5 separate regions of the Mus musculus genome follow, and regions 2, 3, 4 and 5 are each linked to region 1. The links are chromatin contacts, called in public ChIA-PET, Hi-C and Micro-C maps. All regions are on one chromosome and are shown on one strand. The core of a region is the stretch at or near the end of the contact, and the rest is flanking DNA. Distances in the headings are between cores, read along the strand shown.

The links. Hi-C and Micro-C count contacts between places; a contact is called where the count stands out from the background. ChIA-PET counts read pairs in DNA pulled down with a chosen protein or histone mark.
Region 2: a contact with region 1 is called in an RNA polymerase II ChIA-PET map of effector CD8 T cells, with 10 read pairs. The contact joins two enhancer-like sites. A contact is called at or near these places in 2 of 15 datasets of contacts at CTCF or cohesin (large pre-B cells and pro-B cells), 4 of 484 Hi-C or Micro-C datasets (CD4 T cells, Th17 cells, large pre-B cells and 1 more) and 6 of 115 datasets of contacts at active chromatin or transcription factors (T-cell acute lymphoblastic leukemia, Th17 cells, double positive thymocytes and 3 more).
Region 3: a contact with region 1 is called in a Micro-C map of granulosa cells, with 1.8 times the contacts expected there. The contact joins two enhancer-like sites. A contact is called at or near these places in 1 of 15 datasets of contacts at CTCF or cohesin (large pre-B cells), 4 of 484 Hi-C or Micro-C datasets (CD4 T cells, bone marrow-derived macrophages, granulosa cells and 1 more) and 3 of 115 datasets of contacts at active chromatin or transcription factors (T-cell acute lymphoblastic leukemia, fibro-adipogenic progenitors and memory CD8 T cells).
Region 4: a contact with region 1 is called in a Hi-C map of liver, with 1.7 times the contacts expected there. The contact joins two enhancer-like sites. A contact is called at or near these places in 4 of 484 Hi-C or Micro-C datasets (CD4 T cells, CD8 T cells, bone marrow-derived macrophages and 1 more) and 4 of 115 datasets of contacts at active chromatin or transcription factors (fibro-adipogenic progenitors, kidney, large pre-B cells and 1 more).
Region 5: a Hi-C map of liver shows a contact between it and region 1, with 1.9 times the contacts expected there. The contact joins two enhancer-like sites. A contact is called at or near these places in 2 of 39 promoter capture datasets (the C10 cell line and liver), 3 of 484 Hi-C or Micro-C datasets (liver and myocytes) and 1 of 115 datasets of contacts at active chromatin or transcription factors (effector CD8 T cells).

Annotation. Positions count from the first base shown.
Region 1 is chr3:52,341,544-52,344,418 of GRCm38.p6, reverse strand. All of the region lies in intron 1 of Foxo1 (forkhead box O1), which reads right to left. Among named protein-coding and RNA genes, the nearest start is that of Foxo1, 75 kb to the right of the region's middle. Within about 2 kb of position 1,413, at least 78 of the 459 cell types and tissues checked have an H3K27ac peak or open chromatin away from gene starts, as enhancers often do. A contact at or near this core is called in effector CD8 T cells, granulosa cells and liver, where this site is marked.
Region 2 is chr3:52,838,961-52,841,835 of GRCm38.p6, reverse strand. No RefSeq gene overlaps it. Among named protein-coding and RNA genes, the nearest start is that of Gm30292, 43 kb to the right of the region's middle. Within about 2 kb of position 1,470, at least 56 of the 459 cell types and tissues checked have an H3K27ac peak or open chromatin away from gene starts, as enhancers often do. A contact at or near this core is called in effector CD8 T cells, where this site is marked.
Region 3 is chr3:52,774,308-52,777,182 of GRCm38.p6, reverse strand. It overlaps Gm2447 (predicted gene 2447), which reads right to left. Exons shown (of 4, transcript NR_038079.1): 4 at 529-1,969. Among named protein-coding and RNA genes, the nearest start is that of Gm30292, 22 kb to the left of the region's middle. Within about 2 kb of position 1,467, at least 12 of the 459 cell types and tissues checked have an H3K27ac peak or open chromatin away from gene starts, as enhancers often do. A contact at or near this core is called in granulosa cells, where this site is marked.
Region 4 is chr3:52,753,739-52,756,613 of GRCm38.p6, reverse strand. All of the region lies in intron 1 of Gm2447 (predicted gene 2447), which reads right to left. Among named protein-coding and RNA genes, the nearest start is that of Gm2447, 15 kb to the right of the region's middle. Within about 2 kb of position 1,448, at least 37 of the 459 cell types and tissues checked have an H3K27ac peak or open chromatin away from gene starts, as enhancers often do. A contact at or near this core is called in liver, where this site is marked.
Region 5 is chr3:52,600,138-52,603,012 of GRCm38.p6, reverse strand. No RefSeq gene overlaps it. Among named protein-coding and RNA genes, the nearest start is that of Gm40047, 21 kb to the right of the region's middle. Within about 2 kb of position 1,517, at least 54 of the 459 cell types and tissues checked have an H3K27ac peak or open chromatin away from gene starts, as enhancers often do. A contact at or near this core is called in liver, where this site is marked.

The DNA.
Region 1 (2,875 bases), core at 164-2,663:
TAACTCACTCCCAAGATAGATAGATTCCCCCGAAAGTTAGGACTTAAACTTGTTTACACCAGAGTCTTTGTATCAGGCAAATAAAAATGAATATAAAGAAAAGCTATTTTCTTGAGAAAGTTAACTTGCCACAAAATGCAATATTCAAATGTGAGAACATCTCTGCTCTAAGCAAAGCACTAACTTTAGGACACTGTAGAGAGTATGCCGTCCAGAGTGGTAACTAGAGGGGGGCCGGGCTGAAGCAAGCTCCCCTAAGTGAGGTGAGGCCCTTCTGCTCCTACTCAGTGGATGTGCTGATAGGATACTACAACAAAGCCACCGCAAATGTGTGCAAACTGCAAACCCACAGGAGAATACAAGAGGAAGGCAAGGAACCCCCAGCATGACTTCTGACGTTTGGGGGATCCTGTGGTACAAATCTGGGAATGTGAAGAACACTTAGGCTTCCTGCCCCAGCACAGTTGCTACATATTCACCTGGCAGCTCTGAAGGGGCCTAATGCCCAGTCCAGGGACAGAATTCTGGATGTCTCACAATCCTCAGAGCAGAGCTATGCAGAGCTATGCACCTGGCTTCTCAAATTTTTGGCCTTCTCTGCCAACCTAGTACAAGGCTTAGTTGCCCAAATACTCTGTGACCCCTGTTGGACCACAAAAGGCTCTAACTAGATTTGTGGTCACCCAAGGAGGCAGCCACAGTGCCCACATCCTCATGTTGTTGACGGCGACTGAAGGTGCTTAAAGTGCCAACCGTTCTACCAGATCAGAACAATATACAGGGCCAGACTTCTCTGTGACCCTGAGCACATTAGTGCCTTTTCTCAACAAGAGATGGAAAACAAAGTGAGTGTAATGGTAATCTCACTTAGTAAAAAGAGACAAAAGTCAGACACAGACCTAAGAGAGCTTAGAAACCCTTATTTCAAAATGCATTCTGCACTACATTCCACCCAAGGATTGCAACACAACAGCTATGTGTTAAGTCCTGCTGCCAGGGTGCAGAGTGAGGGCGGATCAGACATGGCCCAACAGGAGCTTTCTGGTTGGATGCCAGGCAGGTATGTGGGTATGTGGCAGTGGTAGTCTCTCCTGAGGCTTCATTCTGTTCTTTCACTTACGATCTATCTCAGCTCTAGGTGTGTTATGAGGTCGTGAACTCCAAACATCTCCCAAAAGGCTAAGGAATACATTTCTTTCACGTTGTATCTCAATTCCATGTATTCTCAAAAACATTCCTTGTCCCCACCTCCCTGTCATCCTACCCCCACCAGAGCTACAGCTCTGGCTACTGTGTCCACCAAAACCAGTGATCAAAATCCCCAATTCCTCCTTAAAAAGCAGCAGCCTGCCTGGGCAAGGCCTGGAAAGCAGCCAGCCCTGTAACTGCATTCTCCAAAGCCACCTACATGCTGGGAGTCTGGGCACCGTATCTTCCATGACAATTTGTTCTTTAAACACAATAGCCACACAGATAAGCTCTGATAGGCCTCTACAAGAGAGGGAGCTTGCTCCGGTCCTGTCACATTTAGTTAATAATACAGAGAGTATAGGAGGCGATCCTTCCAGAGATCAGCTTCCTGACTGCCTGACTAACAGGGGGGGGTACAGCTCTATAAGCCTGAGGCAGTTCTGCCAGACGCCAGGGCTGGGGTGGGGGGCGTTTTCAGCAGGACCAAAGAAGACATAATAACGAAGACTCCTAAAAAGTTTAAAAATAGTTCACTAACTTCAGGGTTAGTATCCACTAAATGCTTGGACGACTTCTGCTTATTGTTGGTTGGGTTTTTGTTTTTGGTTTTTTTTTTTTTTGGACATAGCAATCCTTAACTTATCAAAATATCGCACTACATATTTTTCTGAGGACATTTCAGGTCACTCTGTGTAACAGAGCTGTATACTAACTTTGCCAACAATTACCCACCCACCCCCACAACAGGAAAACGTTTGCTGTGCAGAGCTTGTTACATAAATTCCTGTTTTTCATGCAGCCAGTGGGACACTAAAGAGGAGCAGGCTTGAGGTGCTATGTCCACAATACTCTGCTGGGAGCTGCCTGCAACTGATGGAGCTCTGGGATTTTATACTCTCAGCATTCTCTCCCAGCAAGCATTCTGTGAGGAAACAGACAACCAGTGCTACACACTTATTCAAAGCCTGTGTCTGTACGATACCACTAGAGAAGGGCCAAGGCAACCATCTCTCTGTACCAACCACACTGCCCTCCCTGCTGGCTTTCTGGGCTCAGGGGAGCCGCAGACACATTCCTGATGCTTCTGGATGGCTGAACACTGCAAGCACATGCTAAGGGAGCCTGACACAAGCCAGTTCTGCCAGAAAGGTAGACACAAACCTGGTGTACCCCGATGCTCAACCTGTTCTGCTCCTGAGCACTCTGCTCTATGCCCCTATAGACCAGACTCCAAGTTCCTTAAACACAAGATTAAACTTAAGTTTCTAACCTCAAAGCCTCTAACAGGTGTTCTACACACATGAGCTCAATAAAACTTTGTTGACTGACACCCCAAAAACATTACAGGGAAGATGTGAGGTTTTAGGCATCTCTTAGGCATCTACCATTCATGTTCCACATTAGGACAGCTCATGGTACAGACAGCAGAAAAGGAAATAGGAAGGAAGGAGGACCCAGGCTACCCTCCAGAGGTTCTGTGAAAGGAAGGGAATAGTAAGAGTCATTTGACAAACCAACAGATGACCCCCACAGAGCTTTCTAGGAGCCGTCAACTTCCTCAGCTTCTATGTCAAGGACAGTTCAACATACTCAACAAGGCAGCATGTGTAAAAATGCCCGTCTCCATCAATAGGAATGAAGTTAGTTAATAACACTACTAGGACACCAGCATCTTTAGAATAAT
Region 2 (2,875 bases), core at 221-2,720, 500 kb before region 1:
CCATTCGAACATTACCGCAGATACCTAAATTGCTTAAGATAAAGTTTAAGTGCACAGCACATTCTGCCTCAAGATGCCACCATTTTCAGTGGCATAGATAGTTATATTCCAAAGCCATTGGTGCTGCACAAAGGCCTCTGAGAAGGACAGGGAGGTAGCAGGAAAGGGACAAAAAGACCAGACCCAAAAGGTCTGGGCAGGAAACTGTGGAGACCTGAGGGCTCATTAGGGAAGCTTTGAGCTTCTTCCAAGGTGAGGAGAAGCCTCCCAGAGCTGTGGTTAGCTGCCGACTGTTTCACAGGAGGGCTCTTTTGAAGCTTTCCAACAAACTGCTGGGAGCTGGCTTCCTCCTGCTTACACACTTTACTCTCTTCTTTATCGCCATACTTTGTATCGAATATCGCCACATTCCCAGGTGCATGGCACTTCCACCCAAGTCCCCATACCTCTCTTCTTCAAATGATTTAGTTACTGAAATCTGTGGTCCCATCTCCTTGGACTCATTAGGTAGCTTGATAATATTTTTACATGCAGGCCGGGAAGAAAAATAAAAACTTCTCAATTTTCAAATAATTTTTATTTATTATCAGACACAAAATAGTGTACTTTAGAATCCTAGGGTCTTTGGGGATTGGTAGCCAGAGTCTTGATTTTGTTATAAAGGATATTATGTATCAGTATTGGGTAATAGTGCAGCTTTCTTGACCAGTGAAGAGGAAAGAGGACAATTCCTTATTGCAGGAGGCTGTCTGAAGTACCAGAATGCTATACCAGAATTTTAAAAGGCACAGGGTAGGCATTTTAAGCACAGGGAAGCCCCTACCTCTCAAAATATAAAATAATGTTTTTAACCATAGTGGTAATTCCATATGATGGACTTTGTTAAACGTAAAACCACTAATATATATGAAAACACAATTTATCAAATTTTACCGACTAGTAAATTACAGGTTGTATTGACTCACTATTTGAAGCACTAATGGAATAAGGGAAGCTAAAAGCTGTCTTTTCATTGGCTGGGTGGCTGGTCTTCAACAGCTGGGCGACCAGTGTGGTAAACAGGAAGCCATCTCCATGGTAATGGGCAATTCAACTTAACTTTTTAACACGCTAAGAGGTAATTACTTTTTTTTTTTTTAATTTCCATTTTTAAAACGTTTGGAGTTCATGACAACAGTGAGGACCCGAGGGTCAGGCATTTCCTGGTCGTTAGTGAAGCTGACTTTAGCTGACTTTAGGTCACTAAGAATTAAACGTTGTGACCCCCCTCCCCTTTTTTTTAATGAAAAGTGAACTGTGATTTTTTTTTTTTCTCTTTCTCTCCTCTTCCTGAAGTCTGCAACACAAATAAATGACAGAATTTTATGCTCACACACATGGTGTTTTGATTTCCTGCAGATGATAAGATCAGGGTGGAGGACCGATAACCACAGGGTGTAGGAGGGTGGGGCTCAGGCAGGCCCACATTAAAGCCACAGGTGGGTCCCTGACAGATGAGAAGATGAACCAGGGCTGAAGAGGCCAGCCAAGACGGTGAGTTCTGCTGAGACAACCTGGAAGGAGAAGATGGGCGGTCTCAGGGCAGAGGAGAATTCTGTTGGAGGCCGAGCTCTGCCAGGGACTTCTAGAATACACTACAGAGCCTGTATCCTAGGCAGCTGCCTGGGTGTGGTCCCCCTCTAACACCCACATTTTCTCTTCCCTACCTTAATAATCTATGCACTTCAAAATTCCAGGCAAGTCTGCATTCATAGGCTGTCTTGAGAACAAGAAATAAGAACAAATGAAGTCAGTGTCCACAGTAGCAAACCACAGTCCAGCTCTCTGCAGGCAGCGCTTGCTCTTCAACAGCCTGTCGCTGTCAAAGGTAGCTAGAGTCTGCCTAGCGTTGAGTCTCCGCAACACTGTAGCAACCCTCTTCGCCTTTCCCACGCTACAGCCTGCTCCCATTAGCCATCAGTGAGTGTACAGCCAAGCAGAGAAGACAGATGAGACTCTCCAGCAGCCTAGGGCAAAGTCTTGGGAAGTCCCCAGGTCCAAGAGTTGGATGGACCCAGAGAAGCTTCAGGGTGCAACAAGTGCATTTCTACTGACTATAGTCTTTCCTGGTCCAGAACCCATGTCCAAAAGGTTCTGGCAACACAGGAAGGAGAAGAAAGATTCTGATAAAAATGAGTTGCCCACAGGGTATACACAGAAGTCTCGGGGGTCGTTGATGCTTTTCCGGGAGCCATCTGATGACTACAGCTTCAGACAAGAGTGCTGTCCATTCTTATAGTCAGTATTTAAATATTCAGTACTTTAAACAGAAATACTTCTATTGATTTTATTTTGAGCTATTTTATGATTTTATTTTTGAGACAATGTATCACTCACTCTGTAGCCCAGGCTGCCCTTAAGCTTTCAGTCTTTCTGTCCCAGCTGCCAGAACACTGGGATTACAGGTTTTCCTTAAACCCAATTAGCGCGCAGAAGTCCTGGATGCTGGAGGGAGGATGGATGCCATGACAGAATGTCTCAGGAGCTAGGCTAGCCTGCAGGGATGTAGACTGCTTCCACAGGCTCAAAATGATTCTACCTCCGTTTCTGCAAGAGTTTTGTGACCACGGACCCCGTTGATCATGTGCACACAGATGCCTTAAAGCTGTTCAGACCAGGATCTTATTCAAATCTGATATTAGAAGCTGTTCTTTCTTAGCCCCACCCCCATCATCAATCAGTTCATCTGTACATAGCTGGGTCTACGTTCCTGTCAGGACCAGTCCCATGACTGTGTGCTCCTGGCTGGGATAAGACTTCTCCTGCCTCACAGTGAATCCGTTTAATGCAGGACATAGTCCATGCTGCCTTGCTTTCAGATACTATTTTCATATCA
Region 3 (2,875 bases), core at 218-2,717, 430 kb before region 1:
CACACCAAAAAACAGTAATAATGATAGTAGGTGTTTCAGTCACAGTTCTATTGCTGTGAAGACACACCATAACCAAGGCAACTCTTATGAAAGGAAGCGTTATATTGGGGGCCGGCTTACATTTTTAGAGACTTAGTCTATTATCAACACAGCAACAGGCAGGCAGGCAGGCAGGCAGAAAGAGGCCAGGCACTTCACTGAGAACAGGTATTGAGGGGGAAAGGAGGGAAAAATCTAGAAGAATACTTGAGAGTGTGATGGAGGGTCAGGCAGCATTTTAGAAGGTCTCTGAGAAGGACTGTAGGAACGGAACTTAGGAAAGTAAAATATGTTTATTTTTTATCACTACATCTGGGGAGGAAGATGCAGGCTGTGGGCTTCAGCTCAGTCCAATTCTTACCTGAGACATCATTTGCATAAGACTCTAAAAAACTTTGATCAAAGATCATTTTTTTAAAACCCTTAAATTCTTCCAGGTAACAGATTGCTTTCTCTGAATCATTCCAATTTTTTTTTTTTTTTTTTTGTCGTTGTTGTTGTTCTAAAACGGAGAGGAGGAAAATAGTTAAAATTAGCCACCTTTTTATAATGCATTTGCTGAAACCAATTAGTAATTATTTTTTAACATAGCAGTTGGTGTGAGAGGGGTGATAATGTATTTACAATATAAACTTAGCATCATTAATGAGATTGTTATTTCTATACGAAAGCGAGGCTGTTGGGAGCTGTTCCCTTGATGGCAGAGCAGCGGACTCTATAAAGACTCTTAAGAAATGGTCCTGCAATAGTAACGTGTGTCAGGCTGTGTCTTTGAAGAGAAATGATGAGGGCCACTTTTCAAGACCTTCCAAACTAAAATAATAATACCTTTTATCTTAATAGTTAATGTTTGACCCTCTAAACACCCACACAGTATGGCTCTTGCACAGTAAAATACGGAGATGGATCAAAACTCCCAGTTCCTGGCAATGAACGTACCTTTTTGTACTAATTCTTGTGCAGTCTAATATTAGCCCTTTCCCTTCTAAATTCCCATATTTGGATTCAGAGTGAGACTTTCTTTTTAACTCCTCATTTAGTCGATGCTGGCACTAGCTTAGCTCCCCCTCTGTCAGCTTGATATTCAGCTTCAGTCTGACCTAATTCTACTCAGGCAACGAACACTTTTTGGTCAAAAATAGTTAAGAGCAAGGAGAAAAGAGGAGGAGTGGGTAAAGTGCCACACCTTTCTTGCACTAGCTTGTGTGTCAAGGTATCTGCAGCATAAAACAAGGCATAGGTGTCTTTTGGCATCTGCAGGAGGAGAGGGCCAGCAGCCCTCCAATACCAAGCTCTGAAGATATACACGGTCCTTTAATAGAAAGTAGCAACGGGTTTGTGTTTAATCTGTGCATCTGCATATCTTCCTGGATACTTAGTTACATCCTCATACCTTATATAACATAAATGCTTTATAAAGATCACATTGCTTAGGGTTGAAGGATGGGGGACAGCCTATACAGATGCAATACGAATGCAATATATCCAGGACTCTTTCCCACTTGGAGTTAGTGGGATACACAGAAACAGAACACACAGAAACAAATAACTGATTATGTTTTTACAATTTTTCCATGTTCAGTGAGCACCCAGTTGCCCTAGTTCTCAGACCTAGGAAGTTCAATTCACCTCAGCATCCCGACACACAGAGGGATCTCTTGAGTGAGATTAGAAGGCAGAAGTACCAGAGTGGGTGGTGCCTGCCCTTGGTGTGGGGTTCCCAGTGCCCTTCCAAGAACCGAGATGACTGTCCTTGCTTATGAGTAGGGTGTCTCCAGATGCCCTGTTTCCATCTGTGTGACACGGATGCCCTGTTTCCATCTGTGTGACATGCCACAGGGAATCTCTTATATTCAGTAAACAAGGGACTGACCTTGGGCTCTGCCTTCGCGGTGCGTTCTGCTTGCTGATGAAGCACACAGCAGGCAGCCTAGGAGTCAAAACATCCATAATTCAGCTCAGATTGCGGGAGACAGGATTTATCATTATTTTTCCATCTTATAATTTTTATTTTGCTTTAGAACTCCATTCCCAAGAACAGCCCCAGACGTACTGCTTTGCTTTGCATATGGCTGTGAGTTGCCTGTTTGAAGTCCTCATGACCCGTTTTCTTTACAAAAAGATCCCCGAGCACAGAGCTGGTGAATCTTTTGCTTCCCAGACTCCCTCATAGCTGATTATGAACATGTGAATGGATTCTGGCAAGCATGATGTAAGCTAAAATAGGTTGTGGAACTTCCAGAATAGTCCCTCACCCCAGCTCACTGCCTAAAACACTGCCATCCACATTGTTTACCTAATTATAGCTTTTTTTGCACCTCTACTCTGTATTCTTTAGTGAAATATATCAAGAACAACTTAAAGTGAAGGACTATTTTTTTAAGGCAGCAATGATGTGTGTGTGCGCGCGCGCGTGTGTGTTTGCGCGTGCGCATATGTGAGTACTCACATAGGTACACATGTACACCTTTCTGGCTCATCATCTGTAAGGTTATAGGAGTAATGAAAGAAACAATATTCAACATGAAATGAGTGTGAATAAAACAAAGTTGGCAGGAATGAGACATAAAATGCACAGCAATACATAGCCACAAGGCACACACACACAATTCATATCTGTTAATACAGGGCTTGACTGAATTTCAAGACAGGTGTTTGTAACTGGACTCCGGTTTCCAATCTCCTCACAGGAATTTTTTTTTTTTCGGTTTTTTGGTTTTTGTTTTTTTCGAGACAGGGTTTCTCTGTGTGGCCCTGGCTGTTCTGGAAGTCACTCTGTAGACCAGGCTGGCCTCAAACCCTGCCTCTGCCTCCCAAGTGCTGGGATTAAAGGCAT
Region 4 (2,875 bases), core at 199-2,698, 410 kb before region 1:
CACCCTCCTTACCACAGCTCCAAACCATCGGAGCCAATTGGTCACAGTCTGAAATCTCCATAACTGTGAGACAAAATGAAAACAAACCCTCCTTCACTCTGAGTTCATTAATCAGGGGATTTTGTCGGAGTACTGGACAGCTAATGCACACAGGAAGTTCAGACTGGACAGTGAAATTGTAGGCTTGAGTGACAGGGACCTGAAACCTGCCACTATATAGCCACGTGACTCCCGGCTATTTCCTCACTTATTTGATTACGCTTTCAAATTGTGCACAGAGACACAGGATCTGAAGTCAGGCAGTTTGAGTTCCAATCTTGATCCCTCAAATGACTTGAGAGGTTATCTTAAGATAAATACACAAACTAGCCAGTGTTTATTGGGCATTTATGAATGCCGGCACTGTTCCAAATGCCACCCAGGTATTAACCCAGGCAGTCTTTGCAATTACTGTATGCCTTAACCCAGTTATTACAGCTACCTCCCAGCTCCTAAAACAGAGGACGAAGCTGGACCTAAAGTGCTTCAGTAGCCTGGCAGAGTTCACTTGGCTTGTGGGTGATACTCACACATACATCACAGGCATGTTGGAGTCTACTGAAGAAGTACACACAGCTCACTGACTGTCCCATGGTGAACGCTCAAATCTCTGTTAACCGTAGTTCATTGTTCACTACAGACTTATTATGCCTGTTGTCTTGTTAGATACAACAATACTACTACCAATACTCTCAGCCTCCTGTTCCTCGTGGTTCCAGGGATCAAGCACAAAGGCTAAAGAGTGTAAAGATGGATAAATAGGTCTGCGTTGGAATGTGCACAATAAAGGCAGAGCAGCCATTGCTTTATTTTAGCAGAATCTGACATCATTTCCTTGTAAAGGAAAAATGCAATCCAAAGGATACATCTAACTACATTTTTGTACAAAGCAACATCAGCTGATACTGTATGTAGCGAGTGTCTAGAATCTGCCCCATTTGCCCCAAAATAACCAATTTGGGTGTAATCCTTGGCTTGGTGACTTAGCTCCAGCCCTGCCGTCAGGACACTGGACCCTCACTGGAACATGGCATGCCTAGTGTTCTGACCCTCTGCCTAAAGAGTGCAGTCTTCAGGGTCTTGCAAACAGCACCTGTCCTTTGCTCGGTATTGACTGGGTGTTTATAAAGCCTGTTCTCCTGGACGTATTCTCCATCACCCTGGTATAAACTGTGCTATCAGTTTTGGATTGTAAAGATCCCGGGGCAGATAAACAGTGGCCTACCCTGCTTTACAGGAACAAACTACAGACACCCCATGAACCTGACAGAGAACATGATAATGCTAGGGAGTACCAGGACTGTTTCCTCACAGATTTCTGAGAGAGACAAGCCCACAGCAGTGTGCAGCTAATCTGATTTAGTGGGTATTTCCTGACCTGCTCTGACCCGATGTCTCGGATGGACACTTCACAGCTGTATTACTTCCCACGTGACTTAAACTCTTGTTGTTCTGCTTCTTCATGTGTAAAATGGAGAACAGACTACTTGTAAAGACATAAAAGAGGTTGTTGCTTCAGTTAACCCTCACAAGCTCCGCGGAGGAACCTCTACCCTGCAGAAGCATTCAGAGTGGAGGCTCAAATACAACTTCCATCATTTCAAACGTTCTCCAAAGGGTGAGGACAAGGAAGGACTGCTTTGAATAGGAGAGGTCTACGTGGGATCTCAATACCGTTCACCTCACTTGTCCTTACACTTTTGTTTGAACTCTGGGCCCAGGATTCCTTGGTGTCTGTGTTTGCAGATCCGTGCTCGGAAAGCTTCTCAATAATGGCTTCAAAGGGAAGCAAAGCCAAATGGACTGTAGAAGTCAGAGTCCCACCTCCCTCCCTGTGTGCTGGAAGTCAAGTCTTTCCAGTGAGGCAGCCCTCGGTAGGAGGTGCGCAGAGCACGAAAGCTGGTCCTGAAAGCCTTGCAGGTCATTGAGGGCAGGTGGCCCCTAGTGGAGCTTTATCTAAGGGGACTTGTCACTGGAATTCAGGCATGAGTAAATACATTTTATTTGTGCCAAAGGTCATACACCCAGTGGAGCTGCTGACACAACCAGGGTCACTTGGGGCTGTGACATGCACTCTGGAGGTTTATCGCCATGGGCTGGGGAGCAAGTGACACTGAAATTCCTCCTTTTGGAAATTTGGGGTTTAGAACCTTAACAATGCAGAATGGTGCCTCATGCCACTGTACCGTGCTCCTCCTTCCTCCTCCTCCCTTTCTCCTTTTTATTGCCATTTGCTTATAAAATAGTGATCACGGAATTCAACATTGGTCTGCCTTGTGCAGTTAGAATTATGTCTCTCACCTAAACCTAGATGCTGCCTCCACCCCCCTCTCACCATTTTTACTTAAGGTAATTTGCTTCTATTTTTCTACCTGTTTTATACACTCACTCTTAGAAAACATATTTTCTTAGTATTGTTCCCAGCAAGATGTTAACCATGAATACTACCTTCTTGTGATCTGTGTAGTTCAGTGGGTTAAACAAATGATCATTTGGAGTAAATATCCCATGGAAATAAAAGTTCATATCCTAAGATAGTAGGTAGTTAGTTTGGTTCCCAAAGCAAAAAATACAGTAGCTCTTTATAATCAGAGCAATATGTTGTGGGGTAGGGTGCAGCACACACACACACACACACACACACACACACACACACGCTCACATACACGCTTGCACACTCACACCTACCTTTAGTGCTAACAGTGCAGTTTGCTCAAAAAGCTTGAAGGAGCCTCTCTAGGACCAGCCCTTCAGGTCTCATGCTCTAGACTGCTGAGGCTATATCTTGTCTTTTTCAGAAGGAAAACCCAGAGTATACATTAACGAAATGCTTTAA
Region 5 (2,875 bases), core at 268-2,767, 260 kb before region 1:
AAAAGCTTTGTCTCAATTGCAAATGATCTGAGCCAGAAATTTCTCCTCACCAGGAGGATTCTAATGCGTTGCAACACTCCTAACACACCGCAAAGCTGCGTGCATCTCTTCAGATAGATATGGCCGCTGGCAACTTCGCTCTTGACACTTTGATTCTTTTCCCAAGAAAAGAAAGGGACTCCAATTTACTTGGAATAGTTACCCACAGGGAATGGCCACCCGCGGGTGCTTATCGGATAAGATCTCCAAGCGATAGGGAAGTTTAGATTCAATACAGCAAAATGTTCTATGAATCCTGACAAACCCACCAGGAATGGGGTGGGTGATGCATGGTTAGGCTGTTTCCCGTGGATCCGGCTCACAGATTCAGCAAAGGTGGAAAGCACCTGGTCTACTCTAACCATTTTCAGCCCTGACTGCAGAGCTGCTACCTGGAGAGTTTTAGAGGCATGATCTCCTATATCTAGCTCTTAGAACGGCGAGTATAAGATCCTACCATGAGCTGCAGCAGCTCCTCCTCCTCCTGCTCCTCCACCTCCTTTTCTTTTTCTTCCCCTCCTCCTTCTTCCTCTTCTTTTGTTCCTTCGATTATGTGATTTAAACATCAGGAGCTCCCAAGTGTGCCAGGAAGGAGAGTATAACCCTAGCTCAATCCTTCCTATTGTCCCAAACTTGGCTCATCATATGCATGATGCTATCAAAGTGCAGATGATGACTCGAATGGTCAGGGGTGGACTTGGAACTCGTTGGATTTGTTTGTTTGTTTGTTTGTTTGTTTTGTTTTAGTCCCAAATGAAGCAGGTGTTGCTGTTGGTCTCGTGACTGCTCTGGGAGGGACTGAGCCATGTCATCCAGTCCTACAAATAGATGAGTAGATTTCAGGACTGTTTCCCTTTGGTCATTTTACTATAAAGATTAGGGGCCGGCAGGGTAAGGAGATTGGATGGGGTTGGCCTCTGTTCTTAGTCTGATCCTGAGACTTGATTGATATGCAGTCTTGAGCAAAGTACTTCCCTGCTTCCCTTAAATGTAGAACTGGAGAAGAAGCTAACACATGCGCTACATCGTGGTTAGGCCCATCAGATGAATGAGACATGTGGAATGTACTGTGACCTATAAAGCCCTACAAAACATACAAGTTTATTATTACGTTAGACTTTGAAAGATACCAACATTAGCCTTCAAATACTGGTCATTTACATGTGAACACATTTTCATAGTCCTTGATTTCTCCTAAGAAAAATACGCATATATAGGCACACACAAAACAGCTGGTTTTTATCTACTAAGATGTTTTGGGTCTCTCTGTGTATGCATGCATTCACATGTGTAGTGTGTGTGCATTCTTGCCCCATTGCCTGGGGTATAAGGACTTTAACCAAGAGCATTCAAGAATGCAGAGCAAATGTTCGGGAGCAACAGCCAAATTGGTAGCTTTTCTCCTTCCCAACTCCCCACCCGCGCCCAGGAACATGCTCCTAGCCAAAATACGATGGCACAGTGCCCTGGCCAGCTTTACCTCAATGCTCTGTGTGCCTTGGCTAGGCTAAGTACTGAGGCAATGGGTTATGATAGGCCTAGCCAGAGATCGAGTACCATGCCTTCTAGGACCCTAACCTTTGCGGAGGTTTGAGCCTGCAATTCACATAGCCAGGGCCACCAACAACGCTAGCCCTACCATCTGTGAGTATTCATTCCACAACGAAACGAAACCTCTGGCCGAGTCTTGCGCCGCATTTTGGGCACCGCTGCCGAGGTTGCGCAAACACATTTGGCACGGGCCTCGGGGACCAGGCAGTTCTCTGGGTTGAATTGGAGAAACAAAATGTACTTGTCCTACTTCCGAGATGGTGTCTGAGGACTTGGCTCCCTTGGCCCAGGAACTGCCTCCCTGCTGATGTCATTCTGCCACGGAACGGCAAACAGCTCTTCCCCGGGTTCAGCAGTTCAGGAGCAGAAGTAAGAGAAGGTAGGGATCAAAAGGGAACACAAGCAGGCTTGACTCCATCCGGACAGCTTGACCACACACGCACGTTCTTACAGCTGAATCATCTGACAAGAAACGCGTCCTGGCTTTGCATGTAGCAGAAAGGCCAGCTCCAAAACCCTGGGGCAAATTTGACTGGCCACCGAGTTATCTCCCTGCAATGGGGCTTCATGGAGCTCCAGCCGCTGTTCGCTGCTCCATTCGCCCACAGGAGTATCCGATCCCGGAGGCCCAGCAGGACACTTGACACTCAGACTGACTGTTGAAATAATTTCCATGTTGCACTTGTACCCAGCATTCAAATCCCTGCGTAATATCTCAGGCAGCCAGTGATTGCACTTTCTCAGCCAAACTGAGGCGGATCCTGCTGGCCTTTAGAACGTTTCCTAACTCCAGGTTACCTCTGAGCACACAAAGTACCACAGACGGGTCAGGCTCCTGGAAAAGCCATTCTGTAGACACAGCTTTTTTTTTTTCTTCCTTTCCTTGGTTTTAAAAAGCTCGTCTTTTCCATATTTACATTTTTCCACCTGTGAAATCCAGAGTTTTGTAGATGCTCTGTTGAGGTGTGGCCTTAGAGCTGCTATCTCAGGCCACAGAATCCCACTTGAGTTCCATGACAAGAGCAAAGCCACCATGCAAACAGCGTGGGTAGTCACTAGGCGCACGTGTCTATGCCATGTGGGTGCTTACATGAGGAGGTCTTAGGAGACAGAAGAAGCTTTCCTTAAGGACTTGGCCAGCTACCTGGGGACATGTCCTTGGCTGTCCACCAGAATAACTTGGAGGCTCTGAAAAAAAAGCTCCAATATCTGGGCCCTTTACCAATCTGTATGAACTAGACTCCTCTTTGGGAGGAGGCCCCTCCAATGCTGGCTGGAACACAGA